Linked DNA regions of Mus musculus: region 1 is linked to region 2. Evidence: chromatin contacts called from public Hi-C data. All regions are on one chromosome and are shown on one strand. Each heading gives the region's core, a stretch centred on a gene start, on an enhancer-like site or on the middle of the called end of the contact. The rest is flanking DNA. Distances are from core to core; before and after follow the strand shown.

Region 1 (6,560 bases), core at 1,092-3,591, 270 kb after region 2:
CCTGGTTGTTAAGGGTGAACTTTGATTATGTGATTATACAGCTCACTATTTTCTGTTCAGGGGGGACAACGTAAGTACTTTCACTAAAGGACCTAAGTGCCAGCACTAAAGTCTTCGACAAAGCAAGCTGGTGACCTTTAAGGCATTTGAAGGCTCAGAGTTGATTAAAGGTGTTCAGTACAGATCTGATAAACAGAAGTCAAGGACCAAATAAAATAAAATATAAGTTCGTGGGGACAACAGTTTAGTTGTCCGAAATTATCAAATGCAAATAGTGAGACAATATAATAAAAGGTGTAACTTAATCTAAAAGGAAGTGTTGTCGTGTTAAAAAGGAAGCTCTCTATATTAACTAGAAACTAAGAGCACTCGCCGTTATAATGAATAACATTTAAGATGGTGACCTTTGTATAGAAAGCAGTTTATGTCCTTAAATAACATAAGGAAAATCAGTTACTTAGACTTAGACACTCAAGCGGAGCTCCAAGTTTTATGCCCATGTACATAATACCTGAGATTTTTCATCTCATACTGAGTTAGTATTACTATTAATGAAAACAGGGAACAAGCACTTGAAAGCCTCGGAAACTGTAACTGCCAGGAACAAAGTCAAATTGAGCAAACATGTTTTAACAAAAAGAAACCGTCCTACAAAATACTAAAGCACTGAAAGCCAGGGTCCAAAGAACTGCCGGGGTAGAAAACTGCTGAGTCAACGACATTTGCGTCCTTTAAAGTGTACCAACCATAAAACTTCCAAATTCTGATCAAACTATTTACACATGGACATCTCCTCTCAATATTAATTTGTAAGTCAAGATTTGAGGAACTAGGACAGTTGAAATTCTTAAGGGGAATTAAAATCCACAAATAACCCAACTTCTAAGCTAGTAACTATTTGTAAACAGTGTATAAATCTTAAGTTGGTTTTTTTGTTGTTTTTGTTTTCTTTTTTTGGTTCACTTGGTGATAGCTGTCATGTTTCAAGCAAAACACACACTACTGATTGCCTGAAAGTGTTCCTAAAATAATTTATTTTTTTAAAAAAATAACAAATGGTGAGATGTGGAAACTCCAAGGTAATTATGAATGAATGCATCAATACAGACAACTCCTAAATGGAACCCTGTCTCAATCATGAATCTCTTTTCTGAGGGGGGAAAAAAAATCTCCCATCTCATACAAATAGCCCATGGAAATAAAGACCAAAGCCTGTAATCTCTGTCAGAATTGGCAAAAAAAAAAAAAAAAAAAAAAAAAAAAAAAAAAAAAAAGCAAGGGGAAATGAACTACAGGTAGAGAGTAGAAATAACTTAGAAGTCAGTCTAGTTCTTTTTCCTCTTCTTAATGATTTAAAATTTTACAGACCCAAAAGCACTCCAAAAGGAGGAAGAAAACTGCACCAAAGAGTGGCTAAGAATGCCACCAAGCTGCCAGGGCACCTGTCCACTGCACACTCCAACCTGCTATCAATTCTGCGCCTACACCGAGCCCTGCAGAACTGCTGCCTAGGAAGTAAATGAGAGAGCAAAACAGAAAGCTAGGCGCTAAGAACAGAAAGACATTCCTTCAAAGGCACAGGTCCCCTCCTTCAAGACAACACGTGTTTAGCTCTGCCCAACATCTCACCTCAGTGAGCTGTCTACTTATCCTCCGTGTCCCCTAAAGCTCACGGCAGCGGAGATCTAGAGTGGAGGATTTCCAGGCAAGCTTAACTAACTAAGCTAGAGCGGCACTAGGTAGGTCAGAGCTGTCAACGAACCAGCCAGGGAAGGTCGCTGAGCAGTAAAGGTGCAGGTGCCTGAAAGCAGGATTTTTTTTTTTTTAACGCATTGGTTGAGACTCAGCTCCTGGATGGCGGCACGCGTGGGGACCTCCCGCACCCTCGGAGCGCGCCTGCCCGCCGTCACTCACGTTTTCTGCACCGGCTTGCGCCGCTTGCGGCTGGCATAGGTGATGTTGGCGCCGCTGCTCATGGTGCCCGCGCCCTGCCCGCTCCACCTGCGTCCCGGAGGCGGCGCCCTGCCCGCGCTGCGCCCAGGTGAGCCGCCGCCGAGGGCGGGACGACCGCGACGCGCAGGTGCGGGCGACAGAGGAGACTCGGGCTGCCCGAGCTGGCCGCGGAGGAGAAACCCGCACGCTAGCCGCGCCCGGTCCCGAGGGTCAGGAGGGGCCGCAGTGCTCTAGGGCTTCCCGGCTCCCGCGCTGTGCCGCGGCGTCGCTCACAACCCTGCCTGGCAGCCACCCCCGAGTCCGTCCACCAGTTCGTCCTCCGGGTCGCTCCGGGCTGAGCCTCTCCGGGACACGCGTGGGGCACCGAGCGTCAAAGGGAGCGCACACACACGCTGCCGCCCGCCGCGAGCCCGCTCCTCCGCAGCCGCGACCCCGCGCAGCTCCGCCCCGGGCTCCAGCCCCGCCCCACCTGCTCGGCCCCGCCCCTCACGGTTCCCAGGAGGGCCCCACCCTCTTCGCAGCACGTGATGACGCAGGACGTAGTGACTCCCAACACTTCTTGCAGTCCGAGGTTCTGGGGGTGGGGTGGTGTTCGCCCAGTACCTGTTTTCCAGCCTCAAAAGGGGTGTGAGGCCACATTATGCCTAGGCAAATTCCTTGTAACCCAGACATCAAGATTTACCAGGCAAAGAGCTTAGCTCATCCTAGAGTTGAGTCATCTAATTTTTGACAAAGATTTTACATTGAGCTGGTAGATAAATAACTGCGACTGGAGAGCATTCTAAGGGGAAAACTTCAAAAATGCCCTGCAAAGTTAGTTGTCTTGAAGGCTACGAGTTTTATAATCCTTTTCCCTCCCACATTTATTTTATGTCTACAGAAGACAATAAAACATCGTTTCCTCCATCAGACTTCAGGAAGATGAGAAGGAAAGAAGCACAGGAGTGCTGAGAGCATGAGAAATTGGAGGGTAGGTACTGAGACTATGACCAGAGACCTGAGTTTCTGTTAGTAGTACGGTAGAGCTGATGGGAGGAAAAAGAAAAAAAAAAAAAAAGATAATCTAGGAACAAATCATAAAGATTTAATGAAGAAATTGGGTCTCATTCTGCAGACAACAGAGAGCTTTTAAAGGCGTAATTTGGAAGATGATGTTCCATCTTTCTTGGGAAAGTCACTGTGGGAAAAGGTGGAAATTCTGTTACTCAGGAACAAAACAGATGGAAGAGAGAATCGCTGGGAAATTGATGAAATCGACCAGCTGCAAGACCAATGGCACAGCCATGGGGATGAGAGAAAAGAGACAGCAGAGATGATAAAGGAAGAGGGAAGGTCGCTGTTAACCACCAAAGAATAGAGGCAGAGAAGTGAATTTTGGGAGTCAGGTAGGTGATGCTGGACATGAAGAGATAGAGATGAAGTCTGATGTGTTTTATAGATTTGAGAAAGAGATCAGAAGAGAGGATACACAACAGCAAGGAAAAGGATAGCGAGAAAACTAAGAACAACAAATGGTGCCCAGGCTGTGGAGGAAGAAGAACCCGCATCACTGTGGGTGGTTGTAAACTGGTCCAGCCACTGTGGAACTCTGTATAGAGTTTCTCAACAAATTAAAAACAGATCCACAAGATGACCTGCTATTCTCCTGCGCACATACCTGATAGCCCTTCATTCAAAACAAGTGAGAAGTGGACCCAGACTAGATTCACATCAACCTATGGATGGATAAATAAAATGTAGTGCGTCTACACAATGGCATTTTATGGGACTCTGAATAAAACTGAAATCATGGCATTTGCAGGTAAACAAGTGGAACTGGAGGCTGCCGTGTTAAGCATGGCAGACACAGAAGGCAAATACCATGTTTTCTCTAGATGTATGCTCTAGATTTTGATTTTTACACATGTTGAAACTAGGAAAGCGATCATGAGAGTGGAAAAAGGAGCTCTTGGGTTGGAGGTGAGAAGAGAAAGGGCAGGAGAATACACATGACACAGAAGGAGAAGAGGGGATCCTGTGGGAGCAAGCAGAGCAGCAGGAGTGGGGGAAGGAATGGGGGGGGGGCGTCCAGCAGAATGGGAGCATGGTAATTCATACATTTCATTAAGCCCATCGCTTTGTGTGCTAATATTAGAAACAAATTTAAGAGTTAAAATTGATAGTTTTCTCAACTATGTTTCCAGCTGGGTAACAATGGCATGAATCACCAGAAAGAAATTATAAAGCTGGCCTCATGCTTCTTAGGTTTGAAATAGATTTAGGACATCTAAGGAAAGATGGTAAATGGGGCAACCTGTGAGGTAGAAACTGGAACTGTGATCGAGAAGCTGTTTGCTATTGGACAAAAAAGAGAGTGTGGTGATGCCCTGTGGGTACTGCAAAAGAACTGCCAGGACTAAAACCTGGAAAGCTCAAGAGCCCCACCCCCACTCCCCACCCCCCACCCCCCACCCCGAGAGCTGGGTCCACCGGTGGAGTGGAAGGTGAAAAATGGCCCCGTTATTTCAACAAGGAAGGCCGAGAAAAGAGAACAAAGATTCACTGACTAGTGTGAACTATTTTGCGAGGCCCCATTGTTAATTACTAATTAATAATAATGTAGTGTTGATTTAATGGGAGTGATGAGTGGGGTTGTTCTACTTCTTTACAAAAGATGAAGAGGTCATTGACTTTGTGAGGAAAAAAAAAGACAAAGGTGATAAGTAACAATAGATACTTATAGAAAAGCAGAGAAAGTGCCCAAGCAGAAATGAGATCAGGGCTGTGGTGGACTTGCTAACAACGAGAGCAGTTCTTGAGGGGCTTTGCTTTGTAAAGTCCCCCATAGCTTCTATAGGGCTTCATGGTTCCCACCTGCAATCCCGGCACATAGTGTGCTGAGTCAGGAAGGAGTCTACAAGTTCAAAGCCAGTCTAAGCACCAATATTATTAGCCTAAGTATGATTTTTTTTTTTTCTGAAATGGGGGGACTTGCACAGAATGTCTTTACTGAGTCCTTTAATAAGGTCTTCCAGGTGATCCAACAGTTTGGGGTTGAGTGCCATGTAAGTTAGGGGAGAAAGGATAGATGAGTTACACTGAGTAGACTAGTAAAATTTACAGTGGAAATAAAATGAAAGAGCATTTAGCCTTAGCTATAGAAGAATGTGTATGCCCTGTGATTGGTAGATTTCATTTTAATTTCATTTTAGAAATATATACATTAGAAATGATCTTGGAAATGACAACAGGAAAGTGGGAATCAGTGTTTTGTTTCCAGTGTATAAATCCCTGAAAAATAACTCAGAACTGTGGGATGAACATGCAGGAAGTGATAATCCTGCTGAGAGTTGCCTTTTACTTAAGGCAATAAATAAGTAAAATAAATGAATGAATAATTAAATAAAACAAATTTCTAAAGAAGACCATTTACACTGATCAGCAAATCCAGAAGTACAGGCCAAACATCTCCACGTCTCCTTTTCTTCCATCTCCTTTTCTGCATAGATGGAACAGATGGGACACATGATCATTCTATCCCAACATGCATTGAGTGGAAAAGAACAATTTCCTCTTAGCATAGCAACCAGAAATGTAAAACACATTAACACAGTCCATCAGAACAGAGTGGATAAAGTCAGAGCTCCTCCACAGTAAAGGGTTGTACTAAATGAGCTAAACTCTTGGTGGGTTGTTGTTTGTTTGTTTGTTTTCATCTCTTTTTTAAATGGTAGCTCTTTTCCTATCATACTTCTGTGTCTGGTTAAAATATTATTTATGAGTCACATCATTTATGTCCTCATATCCACTCTTAGGCAATAAATCTTTGTATAGCCAAGACTAACAGTCTAATGTTCACAGTGAAATTTTAGAAATTCATTTCATTTCAGTAATGGCAGCAAAAACTTCACTTATGAGTTAGTGTGCTAACAAAGCTAGTCTCTAATGTGGGCTATTACAGACAACTACACGACACTATTGACACTTTGTACAAAACAAGGCTTCAGATTACCACTGCAGAACATGACCTGCAACTTGTCACTTGTGACCATCCACAAAGATGTTTAGTTTTCTGGGTTGAAGTAACATGATATTTTACATGCAATAATTGGTTTATAACAGTCCATTAACACCCAACTACTTTACTCAGTATGAAAACAGTATGTTTTAGTCATACTATAAATAAAGAAATTCAATAGAATGAAAAATAATTAAAATAATATTAAGCTAACATCCTCGTCACTGTGATATTTAATTTCCACAAGAAACCAGACATGTCATGATACACTAGTGATAACAGACAGGCTCCATAATAGAGCCTGCTTTGTAATAGAAGAGAGAACAGTTCATCAGGTAGTTGCATAGGTAAATGTGTAATTGCATTTGTGACTCATGCTGTGAGGAATGTCGTGGAATGTGTCACAGATGTGCTTGATCTGCTAGGGGAGGTCACTCTGAGGCAGCCGAGCGGAGCCTTGCAGTAGGAATGGGCTTTTGTGGGTGTAGAGTGGAAGGAAGGCTATTTCAAGCAGAACAACATTTGCAATATTTACTCTTTTTCCTCCTCTTCACTTCTGCAGCTATAAACCACCTGCCCTCAAAACTACTGACATCACACTTCTCCTTTT
Region 2 (7,083 bases), core at 4,007-6,506:
GGATGGAACTAGAAAATATCATCCTGAGTGAGGTAACCCAATCACAAAAGAACACACATGGTATGTACTCACTGGTAAGTGGATATTAGCCCAAAAGCTTGGAATTCCCAAGATACAATTCACAAACCACATGAAACTCAAGAAGAAGGAAGACCAAAGTGTGGATGTATCGTCTTTCTTAGAAGGGGAAACAAAATTCACAATGGAGGAAATATGGAGACAAAGTGTGGAGCAGAAACTGAAAGAAAGGCCAGAGATTGCCCCACCTCTATGGACTGAAACAGACACTATTGTCACCAAACTCAGACACTATTGTGGATGCCAAGAAGTACTTGATGACAGGAGCCTGATATAGCTGTCTCCTGAGAGGTTCTGCCAGAGCCTGACAAATAAAGAGACGGATGCTCACAGTCAACCATTGGGATGAGCACAGGGTCCCTAATGGAGGAATTAGAGAAAGTACTGAAGGAGCTGAAGGGGTTTGCAACCCCATAGAAAGAGCAATATCAAGCAACCTCCCTAGAGCTCTCAGGGACTAAACCACCAACCAAAGACTACACATGGAGTGATCCATGACTCCAGCTGCGTATGTAGCAGAGGATGGCCTTGTGGAACATCACTGGGAGGAGAGGTCCTTGGTCCTGTGAAGGCTGGATGCCCCAATGTAGGGGAATTCCAGGACAGGGAAGCAGGAGTAGGTGGGAATAACCTTCATAGAAGCAGAGGTACAAGGGTGGGATAGGTGGCCTTTGGGGTGGGGGAGGAACTGAGAGAGGGGATAACATTTGAAATGGAAATAAGTAAAATATCCAATAAAAAGTTTTTAAAAAAGATGAAGATATAGAACTCTCAGTTCCTCCTGTGCTGTGCTTGCCTGGATGTTGCCATGTTCCTGACATGATGATCATGGACTGAACCTCTGAATCTATAAGCCAACCCCAATTAAATGTTGTCCTTATAAGAGTTGTCTTGGTCACAGCAGTAAAACCCTAATTAATACAGTGGTTTAGTTCCTAGCTCCCATGAGTAATTAATTTTTAATCTTACCTTGCCACACAACCAAAAAATAAGGTTCAATCTAGACTTATACTTCATGCCCAGCCAAAATAACATACAAAATTAACTACTACACAAGGTCAGTTAAGATGCATAAACATGCAGGAGTTAGGCTAATGAGTCAAAGCAGTTGACCAATACTGTGGTTGGCTAAGAAGATCAATTCAAATCAGTTGAACACTATGAGGAAAGGAAAACAAAAGTAGGGCATTTGACAGATGGAGTTATGGACACTGGCTGCTCTTCCCGAGAAACAAGTTCAGTTATCAGTACCTACGTGGCAGCTCACAACTCCAGTCCTAAGGTCTTCAATGCTTCTGGCTTCTGTTGGTACCAGGCATGCAAATGATGCACAGGCAAACCTGCAGGCAAAATATTCACACATATAACATAATGATGTTAAGTTGTGGTAGTCTCATCCTAGTCTTTTATCTTTTGTAGTCTTCACTATGGGAGTAGTTCGATATTTCAAGGTTGACACGGTTTGCTTAAGATTACAATCACTTTTTGAATAATGTTATCATGGAATTACTTATTTAATAATATAACTAACTATATTAGTTATAGATGGAGAGTATAATGACTCGGTCAGCTACTTAGAGATGTAACTTAAGCCTGATGAATAATTTACAGTATTTTTAAAGATAAGATGGGCAAATCCCTTAATTATAGAATAAAATAGATTTAATTTATATTTATTTTTTAGAAATGTAACAAAACTTCTTCTGCTTATTTGAAAGCAGTTAGGACTTTGGAGGAGTTTTGAGTGAAGAGGTCTTGGGAGGAAATAAGACAGGCTTTAAAGGACGACTGTTAAGGAGGAAAACCATTCATTAATTGCCGTCCCAGGGTAGATACATGCCTAAAAACCTCCAGTGTATTAGTTGATCTAGAAGATTGTGAAAGGAGAGTCTACTTTACTTAACAGTAGTCTGCTTAGCCAGCTTTTGCTAAGCTTTCTCTCTATACAAGTTCACTCTCTTTAGCTGTACATGTGGGGCAGGTGAGGCTATCTTCCCTACCCTGGCCCCAGGGTCTCGCAGTAAATTAACTTCAGCATGGGATGTAGACTAAGCCAATAAGCACTTTCCCTGTGTCTGTGGGCTGCTGGCAGCCATGTCTCCTGCTAGTAGAGGAGGACAACTTCTGTGGGAAGCCCACAGATCAAGGAAAAGGTGGGCAGGCACAAGAGGTCAATGGAGACCAGAAGAGGAGGCAAGTTCTTGGTGCATTGACTCTTGTAGTTCTTTCTCTATTGTAGCTCTGATCCCAGTGAACACTGTAGCTTTCTTCCCTTAGGCTATGTTTCTTCTATGATTCTGAGTCTGCTTTCCTCTTGAGGATGTCTAGCTTGCCCCTGCACACTAGGCTGGAAGGATGAAGAGGAGATGGGAATGGGTGGGGTCTGCAAGATACCTGCTGAGAGTGAGCTGCCTGGGAGTGAGTACTGTTTCCAGAAAGGTTTTAGTGCTCAGCTCTCTTAGATAATATTCAATGAAGCAGCTCTCTTAGATGACCTTCAGTGAAATAGTTTCTTGATGGACACTTTATTTGGGGTGAGCAAAGACTATGCATGAACTTTGGAGAGTAAGAAGGAGTTTTCATGGTGGATGTAAATCATTAGCTGGGGTTTAAAATACTGGGAGTGCCTCCTTTGCATGGAGAGGCATTCCAGGAATCCCAGGTACTTGCTGGGTGAGTTCTTATCAGGAAAGAAGTTGAACTTGAAGGTAAAGGGTTTGGGGGTAGGTCTCCCCCAGATAAAGTTAGGAAGGGGAAGCCCTGCTAGAAAAGGGAGTCTTCCATTTTGTGCCTAGCTCCAAAGAGCTATCAGACATAGTAGACTGAGACCTCAAGTAGCAGGATTTCCCAAAACTCTTCCACTTGTATGGAATCAGATGTTAATACAATTGCCCTTTCTACCTCCAAATTCCCTCTACCCTTCACTATAACCATGTTTTCTTGCTTTTTCTTTCTTTTTTTTTTCCCATGGAACATTGATGGCACAACTTCCTCCTGTGAAGAATGTGTGATCAGAAAAACAAATGAATGCTTGCGAGTTTCTAGATCAAAGCACTGACCTGGGGCATAATCTCAGAATAACCCTCTGAGGCCCTCATTGGTTTTGGAGGCCATTTTGAGGTTGTGCTGGACAACCAAATTCTTAGTGCTATGGGTGGAGCTGACTTGAGTTGAATCTGACTTCCACTCTGGACTCTGTTATCTCAAGCTGTAGAAGTTTTGTGGAGGATCAGTTTTTAGAAAAACACAGTTTAGTCCTTTCTGTTTCAAACAGCAGAGAGCGAACTGATGTCATAGTAACAAAGTTCAAGGTCTTTAGGGGAGCTCTTCCCAGGAGTCCATTGTCTGGACTCCAGAGGCAGGGCCTGAACTGCACTCAGTGGCTTCTTTAACCTAATACACAGAGACTCTCAGATGCTTAAATATCTGCGAGTTGGCAGACTGTTTCCTGCTAAGTGGGCTTGCTTTATACTTCAGGACCAGTGAATTCTGTTTAAAGATGTTAGTGCTCACATGCTTTTTATTAAATCAAACTTAACTTATACCAAGTTAACTTATACCAAGAGTATTTTAACATCTACCAAACCTTCAGAGTTATCTTTTGTTCCGATGTGGCTTCCTCTTTGACCTTAGTACATATTAGGCCTGGCATTTTAGCTGACTGGAAGGTGAAGACATGTGAACCTGGCAGAGAAGGGCAAAGCTCACAGGAAGCACCGGATGCAGAGCCAAGGCCTGCGGGAGTAGGTAGCTAGGAATTGAAGCCTGGATTCCAGCTTAGCTGCTGGGAAATGATGGATTTTCCTTGCTGTCTTCTTACCTAATGTTGGGGACAGCAAAAGCATTTTAGGAGGAAGCAGGCTTATTAAAATACTTTGAAAGATGGGACCCAATTCAGTAAGCATGAAAGCTGTGATTCATGCAGCTCATTTTCTTCCCTGACAGTAACAGGCTTGATACGGAAATAAAATAAGTCCTGTCTCTGCCAAGCACATCCCAAGTTACAGACAAACATGAGTTCTGTTTCCCAAACACTTCCTTTACTTTATAATTCTGTAATTACAAATTTTACGGTTCAACTGGGCAAGCATGGGATCCTGAATCAGAACTGAATAATATTTGAGGCATAAAACTGAAGTGAAGTTGAGGATGTGGATTTTTCAAACTCTCTTCTCTTAAATGGATAAGGAGGAATTAAAGAGAGTGTGTGAGGACAGTGCCTGAGTCCTGCTCAGTAAACTGCCTGCAACCAGGAAAGCTGGAATACAAATGACCTATATGATATGTCAAATATAAGTTAGGACACTTCAATGATTTAACTTCTACTGGCTATTGTATGTTGGCTCCACAAACAGTCTTTCAGCTATAGCCTCTTGCAGCCACTAACTAGAGTTTGGTCAGCCCCTGGTAAGCAGCCTGCTTGCATAAATGACCATGGAAAGCAGCAGAAAACAGTGAACTTCTGCACAGTCCACTTAGGTTTTAGGAACATAGCTTCCCTTTCCATATACTCCCATTCCTTTTAGCCCCATGGCTGTTGATAACTGCAGATAGCATCCTTCCTTGTAGAAATTCCTCCTGGAACCCAAAATGCCTTCCTAGTTATCAAACCATCCAGAGAAGAATACCAACACAGCCTTCCATGTTTCCCACCCTCTTCCCTTTTCCAAGTAATCCTTGCAATCATTCCTGTGATTGAACTGGGATGCTCAAAAGTATCACATTTCCCAAGATGGCATCAGAGATGAGCTAAAGATCTCTCAGGGAGGCAGGCCCCAGGTATCGGTAGTGTGGCAAGCCCCGGGCTGATGTTGGAGTCCAGTTAAGGCTGAGACAGTTCCTTTTTGCTGAGACTGACTGTAGGAATCTTGCATTTGCTGCCTCTTAAGTCATGACAGATGGCGGTATTTTCTCTAAATATTAATACTACTCTTTTCAACTATAGAGCCTAGATACCCATTCCAGGAAGCATTCTCTTCAATATCCTGTTAAGCAAGGATGAAACAGCAGGCTCCAGCAAGGAATGTGCCGAAGGTCTCCTGTCTTCCTTAGCATTGGCCCCCTCAACAGGGAGATGGTCATAAAGTTAACCCGTACCCAGTGTTTGTTCTGAAAATGAGTTGCACAGATGCCTGCTGTCAGCTTGCCTTCTAGCTACTCATTGTCAGGACAAAGGAAAGCAGAAGTCACATGTGGCTGGTGGCTGGCGGCTGGCATTCTCTCTCCCTCCTTGTGGAAGAGATGCATGTTGCTGAGGCTTTTTTTGTTGTGGTTTTAACCCCTGGTGCTTTGGTTGTAGTGGTTTGTAAAATGAGTGTAGTTGGGAGAAAATTTTCCATCTGTGAAACCGGGGAACACCACTCTAAATTGTGAGGAGTAAAGGAAGAAGAATTCTGTTACAAAGATAGCCAGCTGCCTCAGAGATGCGGTGATGAAATCCTGCACAGGCTGAGGATAAACAGATACTTTGTGGCGGAAAGGACTGAGAATTTGGAATCTGGAACCTCCATTCTGCCTTTGACTCAGCTGGTGTCTGCATTGGGAGGGCTAGAAAGCAGTGGTTAATAACCAGATACATAAGTCTACATCCACCAGGCAGAGAGCCAGTCCTGGCTTTGCTGTTGATGGGACAAGTCTTTACTCTGTGTCTCAGTTTCCTCACATCTAAAGAGGAGAACATAATGGTACCTGCATTGAAATTTTCACGATTAAATTAGTATGTATTCTAATGATCTGTAAGATTTCAAATAATCATAAATTAGACACTTCATCTCTCTCCCCTCTTTAAATTCTTTATTATTATGTGCTAACCTGTAACTTTCCAAGTTCCCTCCTTCAATGTAATGATCCTGCATAGTTAGGCATTTTTCTTCTTTTTCTTACTTTTAGTACAATTAGCATTCAAATAGATGGAAACCACAGAGCAATGTATTACAATCAATTAATGATATGCCAGAAAATTATGTTAAAATATCCAAACCATGATTTAAAAAAAAAAAAACCCAGCTCACTGTTTAGGAAGAGTTGTTCTTGGCAGTGAGAAAAACAGCCCATTGTCCCAGATAAGTTATGAGTTTAGAGAACTGGACCCTGAGGAGAAGTCACCAGTAACCCCCACAGTCTGGTCCCAAATTCACAGTAACTGGACCTCATGTCTTGGCTCCCGCTTTTCCTCGACCTGGGATTAATTTTGGCTCCATCTGGCTGCAGAATGCAGAGCTGCCCTTAAATGACTCACTTGGTTAAGAGCACCCCATCTTAACTAGAATCTCTCTCCTGCAGAGTGTACTGGGTTGTACTGAGAATCTTTGTCTTCTGTGTACTTGTCTTGCTTTCAGTGTAGTCTGTGGAGCTCCTAGCTACACCACATAGTACATCATACCCCACAGACTTGAGGAGAAAAGTTTTATTCTTTCATAAATTTAAAACGATTTTTTTTATAACTAGTAGTTTTAATTTTCTATGCAATTCAAAGAAAATATAGAGATAGTCATATGACACCCTGTCATGCAGAATACCCATCGCTATCAGAATAAATCTTCCAAGTCAGGATGTTTGGCTTGTTACAGTGGGTGAGCTTGTACTGACGCCTCATCATTTCCCAGTCACACTTTCCTCAGAGTTCCCTCTGCTGTGGTACATTTTAAGGGCTTGGATTTGAGTTTGTTATGCAGTTGAGGCTGGCCTTGAACTCTTGATCTTCCTGCTTCTACCTCCCAAGAGCTGGAATTTCAGGCATGTGCCACTATGCCTAGTGTAACCCTTTTACTTAAAAAAACAAACAACAACAACAAGCAAATTAGTAGCTTTATTTTAGATAGGCTCTTTCTCACCGGTCTGTTGCTTCTGGTTTATCACAATGTGTTTCAAGCTGTCTGAGTTGTCTTCCTAGACATTCTTTAGCAAATGCCTTCACAAACAGCTTTCTTCACAGACTGAAGTTAGATTTGGAACTCTACTTCCATGGCAGAGTACCAAGTATAATGCACAACCTACATGTATGTT

The links. Hi-C and Micro-C count contacts between places; a contact is called where the count stands out from the background.
Region 1: a contact with region 2 is called in a Hi-C map of bone marrow-derived macrophages, with 23 read pairs. The contact joins the promoter of Ahr here to the enhancer-like site in region 2. A contact is called at or near these places in 1 of 39 promoter capture datasets (macrophages), 1 of 15 datasets of contacts at CTCF or cohesin (the NIH/3T3 cell line), 2 of 484 Hi-C or Micro-C datasets (bone marrow-derived macrophages and muscle stem cells), 1 of 115 datasets of contacts at active chromatin or transcription factors (bone marrow-derived macrophages) and 1 of 9 other capture datasets (adipose tissue).

The regions. Positions count from the first base shown.
Region 1 is chr12:35,532,648-35,539,207 of GRCm38.p6, forward strand. Ahr (aryl-hydrocarbon receptor) reads right to left here and starts at 2,342. Exons shown (of 11, transcript NM_013464.4): 1 at 1,915-2,342. The coding sequence starts at 1,976.
Region 2 is chr12:35,261,960-35,269,042 of GRCm38.p6, forward strand. No RefSeq gene overlaps it. Among named protein-coding and RNA genes, the nearest start is that of Mir680-3, 71 kb to the left of the region's middle. Within about 2 kb of position 5,257, at least 20 of the 459 cell types and tissues checked have an H3K27ac peak or open chromatin away from gene starts, as enhancers often do. A contact at or near this core is called in bone marrow-derived macrophages and muscle stem cells, where this site is marked.